Regions from separate parts of the Pan troglodytes genome. Here region 1 is linked to region 2. Evidence: chromatin contacts called from public capture Hi-C data. All regions are on one chromosome and are shown on one strand. The core of a region is the stretch at or near the end of the contact, and the rest is flanking DNA. Distances in the headings are between cores, read along the strand shown. Region 1 has its middle 13 kb from the start of SLC25A51. Region 2 has its middle 31 kb from the start of ALDH1B1.

The links. Capture Hi-C pulls out chosen DNA fragments and counts their contacts.
Region 1: a capture Hi-C map of stem cell-derived neural stem cells shows a contact between it and region 2, with 7 times the contacts expected there. The contact joins two enhancer-like sites. A contact is called at or near these places in 5 of 7 Hi-C or Micro-C datasets (blood, induced pluripotent stem cells, a lymphoblastoid cell line and 1 more), 1 of 1 datasets of contacts at active chromatin or transcription factors (stem cell-derived excitatory neurons) and 1 of 1 other capture datasets (stem cell-derived neural stem cells).

The regions. Positions count from the first base shown.
Region 1 is chr11:78,062,724-78,065,423 of NHGRI_mPanTro3-v2.0_pri, forward strand. No RefSeq gene overlaps it. Among named protein-coding and RNA genes, the nearest start is that of SLC25A51, 13 kb to the right of the region's middle. Within about 2 kb of position 1,413, at least 9 of the 24 cell types and tissues checked have an H3K27ac peak or open chromatin away from gene starts, as enhancers often do. A contact at or near this core is called in stem cell-derived neural stem cells, where this site is marked.
Region 2 is chr11:77,629,093-77,631,792 of NHGRI_mPanTro3-v2.0_pri, forward strand. No RefSeq gene overlaps it. Among named protein-coding and RNA genes, the nearest start is that of ALDH1B1, 31 kb to the left of the region's middle. Within about 2 kb of position 1,254, at least 1 of the 24 cell types and tissues checked has an H3K27ac peak or open chromatin away from gene starts, as enhancers often do. A contact at or near this core is called in stem cell-derived neural stem cells, where this site is marked.

The DNA of each region.
Region 1 (2,700 bases), core at 163-2,662, 430 kb after region 2:
GGCACCAGCTGGTCTGAATGAACTAGAAGTTTGATGACTGTCATCCCTGGCCCACCTGGGCAGAGCACAAGGGGCCGAGTTTGAACGTCATCAGCAGGTTCAGACATCAGTGCTGCTCATGTCTTTAGAGACTGTTTGGAGGTGGTTCCAGCTCACTGTTCACATGCAGAGACACAGGCCCGGAGAAGGAGGACTCGCCAAGGCCACGTGTCGAGCTGGGACTGAGCCCTGCCCCTTTAGGTAGCTGCATGGACTTCAGCGGTTTGTGCAAAGCCCTGCCCTTGGTGACCCGCCTTTAGTGACCAGTCTGCCTCTTGGGTCTTCCTCCCAGGCCTTGTCTGGCACGTCCACGTGGCCCAGCCCTCATAGAGACCACGCTGGCTGTGGCCTGGGTTTAGTCTCTTAAAGAAGCCAATCCTTTCCTTGCCTGTTTGGCATTTCCTAAAACATCCCTCAATGAGGGAGGAAGGCAGGGACACCCTGGAACGATTCGTGCTTTCCTTTGGGGGAGTGGGAAGGTAGGTAGGAAATGACAAGATGAGTGAGGAGTTGGCACTTGGCCAAACAGAGGAGCCTGGACCCCAAGGCTTATCCTCAGAGGAGGCCCAAGAGAGGCTGAGGAAGAGGGGGAACAACCCTCCGGCGGGGGAGGAGGGTGAGACCTCACACTGGCAAGTTCAGGTCCGGCCACTTCCTGAGGCTGCTGGGTGGGGCCGCACCTCACGGTCCTTCCCTGTAGACCATCTTCCCGGGCACATTGCTCCTCAGAAAAGGCTCTGGGAGGGTCTCAGTGGAAGCTGGCAGCTGTGCCCTCTGGCCCTGACTTGGCCTCTTAGGGTATTCCTGGGACCCTCCCTCTGTCCCTGGCCTTCGTCTTCCTGAAGTTTCCCTGGGAGGCCCAACCTCCTGCCCCTCTCAGGGACAGAGGCCAGCAGAGGAGCCAGCTTACAGGATGGGAGCTGCTGAAAAGAATTTTTTTCCCTTAATTTTATGAACCTCTCCCTCTTCTTCCTCTAATTGTGACCGTTTCCTCTGTCAGCCTGTATTCATGTTTTCTTGGACATCTAACAATTGAAACAGCTTTTCCCTTTCAGAAACACTCACATTCAGGTTACTGGCTTTGGTTTGGTTTTTGTTTTGGGTTTTTGTTTTTTTTTTTCATCTGCTGCCAATTAATTGGGGAAAAAATTGAGCTGGATTTCTTTGAGAGAAAAGAAAAGCTCCTGCCACACAACGTCGCGCCCTCGGCATTTTGTCTGAGAACCTCCAGCACTAGCAGCTGTTTCTGTGTCTCCCTTCTTTGCTGGCTTTATTATTGACCATAATGCCTGACCACTTGAGCAACTCTGTCCTTGAGCGCTGAGGAGTCAAGGGCCCTTCTGGCAGCCCCCCAAACAGGATGGCGCCCACAGAAAGAAAGGAGGCTTTATAGGGGAAGAGGGCCCCACTGCCTGCCAGTCCCGTCCTGAAGTCAGAAGAATGGCCCAGGCTGACACCCTCTCCTGGAGAGAGGCTCACAGCGTAGCTTTTCCCAGGAAAGGGGTGCAAAGACTCCGAGGCTTCAGGAGGCAGGCCCTGTCCTCACAGGGCGGCTGTGGGCCGGGGCCCCTCTGTGGCCTGAGAGTGAGCAGGAGGGAAACCTGAAGCAGCTACCCGCAAGGCGCCCGGTCAACAGGGTGGAGCTGCAGGCTCCCTCTGCCCATTCCCAGAACCAGCGGCCCCCTTTGTAAGATGCTGAACACGAAGTTCCGGTAGCTCCCCAGACGCTGTCTCAGAAGTGGTGATGTCATTGACCAAGGGCCTGGCAAGGACCGGCAGCCAGGGTCCCCATTTGCTCTTGCAGCCCTAGGGACTGTGCAGGTAGAAGCCCTGCCAGCAGAGCAGGCTGGCGTTTGGTGTTGGCCCACAGACACCCGTGAAGGGTCATGGCTGAATCAGGCAGCTGTCCAGCCAACTGTCTCTCCACCCTTTCAGAATTGGTGATCAGCGAAGACCAAATTCGGCAAGCCATCCAGAGGGAGTGCAGGGCCCACAGTCTTAGATGTGGGCGCACCTCCCAGAACCCCACGGGGACTTGTTCACAGGCGCGCTTGGAACACAGGTGCCCCTTGGCCTTTCCACCTCCCTCCTTGGGGCTGTTTGCATCCCTGCCAGGAGCCTTAAACCAGCCACCTACTGCTGAAGTCTCTTGTAACATTCCAAATCTATGTGACACACTGTATAATGATGAATATTTAATGTGAAGCTCTTAATATACTACAAGTGTCTTGTTTACCATTTGTCTTTTTTTTTTCTTTTTTTTTTTTTTTTCTTTTTTGAGACAGGGTCTTTCTCTGTTACCCAGGCTGGGGTGCAGTGGCACAGTCTCCACTCACTGCAGCCTTTGCCTCCCAGGCTCTGGTGATCCTCCTACCTCAGCCTCCCACATAGCGGAGACTACAGACATGCACCACCATGCCCAGCTAATTTTTCCATTTTTAGTAGAGATGGGGTTTTGCCATGTTGGCCAGGCTACTGGTCTCACTCCTGGGCTTAAGGGATCCTCCCACCTTGGCCTCCCAAAGTCCTGGGATTACAGGCGGGGGGCCTGGCCACACAGTGTCTCATTTAAATGCACCTCCTTGAGCATGCATGATTTTTGTTTGTTTGTTTGTTAATGCAGCCATGTGCCCCAGGAATCTAGCTGGACTGCCTTCTGCT
Region 2 (2,700 bases), core at 4-2,503:
TGAACACTGTAGGCAACTGGAACACAATGGTAAGTATTTGTGTATCTAAGCATAGCTAAACATAAAAAAGGTACAGTGAAAATACCATATTATAATTTGGGCCACTATCGCATATGTGGTCCGTCATTGATGGAAACTTCATTATGTGATACATGACTATGGAGGTACATAAACACCAGCAAGTACGCACGCAAACATGTACTCATGAACACGGTCACGGTGCCATAAAATACACACACAGAGGTGCACGAAGCACATATCCACATACACGGTAGATATGTTCAGATACACACATACAGGTTTACATAGGTTCATCTACACACACATACACACACACACACGCACACAGACCATTAATCCATACATGCATGTAGCCGATTATCATTGGCAGACAAACAGCCACGTGCAGAGTGTCATGAATACACATTCTGACATGCAGACTGAAGCATAAAAACATAGACATGCATCCGTGGCTAAACATCAACACGTGTGCACATACGTGTACTCCCTAGGCTGGGCCTTTGCTACTTCACTTGTTCAAAAAATGCAATCCCTTGAGGGATGATTAACACTGTGGTGTTTTCTAAAGAAAACAATGGAAATGTCAACTTCATCATCCCTATGGAACTGTTTTATTTGTTAAATGTTAGTGAAAGGCATTTCTAATAATGTACTGAGTCTTTTAAGAGAAAAATAGTAGCCCTGCTCTGACAAAGCAGAAAACCCAAACCATAGTTTCGCAAACACCTAATTAACACATGGAAGGCTCAGAGCTACTCTAAAAGACATTCTGTTTTTTTTTTTAAAGTGGAGAAATTTCAGATTCAGATAAAACCAAAAAATTATGTGAAGTTGAAGAATTGTTAGGTCCAAACAAGTCCTTCCTTCTCAGAAAGGGTGATGATAAAGAAACATGGAGACTTTGCAAATGATTATCAGATGGCCAGGCCTGGAAATTTGCCTTTGATAAGACAAAGACATTAAAATAAAGGAAAACATGAAAGGAGAGAGAGAGAAAAGGGCCTATGAAAACAGTTGACTCTATAATAACATTGCAGAGCTGAGAAAAGTCAGCTGTCAGAAATGCATTCCGCTTGGCAGCCAAGCCCTGCCATGAACTGCGAGTGGAGCACACTCCAGCAGAGGATCCAGGGGGTGTGAGCAGCTTTGCATGGACACACGCTGTTTATTGCTCGCCTCTCTTCACAGGATCCTCAGAAGGCAGGGGAGGATGCTCAGGGTCTGGGCAGGACACCCAGGTCCAAGTCCCATTTCTGCCACCCCCATAGCGGCTCCCTGCTCATCCCTGGGTCTCGGTCTCCCTAGGTATACAGTGAAGAAGTTGCCTTCTCTAATCGCTAAAGTTCCTTCCTGCTCTGACACTATCATTACCAGCTCCCTGCACCTCTGACACCCCACTGCATCTGGTGACCGGAATCACTGCAAGTGGCTCTGTTTGTGCATTTAACAAAGTGCTGGTTCCAGCCCATCAGCTCAATACCAGGAAACAATAGCTCAGGAATAGATAAAAGGCATTCATCAGGCAGCCAGGCCCAATTATCATGTCACGCTGAATGAATGTATTTTAAAATCTTTTCTGACAAGAAAATGTTCCATGTAGGTACCTTCAAATTAGCTGGAAAATCCAGAAAATTTGCTATTAGGCCTTCTTTGAAGAACCTTTATTCCCCCCCACTGTTCCAGAGGAATTCCTTGGATATTATTAATTCCTTCCAAGAGTGTGACCTTGTGCCTCCTGCTGGGACTGAGACACTTTTCCTGTCTGCTCAACTCCACGGGAGCCATTGCAGATGACACACACATGGCCCGAATGGGAGATCACCTGTCCATCAATTTCAAGTGTCTGATGGGCGCTAGTGGAAATTCTATTCAGTTTTGCTCCACCAGCATTTGCTGAGCATCTGTTGTGTGTCTATGAGCCCTGCAATAAGAGCTGAGTCCACCCAGCTCTTGCCCCTGAAGGGAGACTCCACTAAAGGGGGCATGCTTACAAACAGATCAGTGTCAGGGGGAGGTCATGTACCAGAGCTGAAAGCCAGACAGACTTCATTTTGAAGCCTGATACTGGCTGTGTAACTTTGGGCAGGGGACTTCACCTCTCTGAGTCTCACTTTCCTCACCTCCAGAATGGGGGAGAGACACATAACTCTGGGGGTTGTTGTGAGGAGGGACAGTTTCAGGGGAGGCAGGCCATCCCTCCCTTTGACCCACATTGTGGTCAAGGCCTGGCACCCCAGCCTTGTCCCTGGCTCCCTGGGCTGAAGGGTTGTTTCTGACCTCTTCTCCACTCACAACACACAGCAATCTTTCTGCGGCTTTATCTTCAGCTTCATGGTGCAGATGGCTCCATGTGGCTGTGGCCTGGGAGAAGAGATTTCTTTGGCATGGTGAGAAATTGTGTCAAATGTAGAGCTACCTGGAACTCGTGGCTCTGGTGTGGAGATCTGAAAAGGCAACAGCAAGCACTTGGTGGAAAAGAGACTGACTCAGGGTATTAATTCCCAAGTGAATACAGAACAATCTGCTTGCATCTTCATGTGACTGTGGGTTTGTGCAGGAGCAGTTGCTAACTACGGGAGATTTCTCATCAACCCACAGAATTCCAGGGCTGGAGGGGGATCTTAGAGGCCAGCTAGTTCTTGTTTTACAAGTGGGGAAACAAGTCCAGAGAGGGGAAGG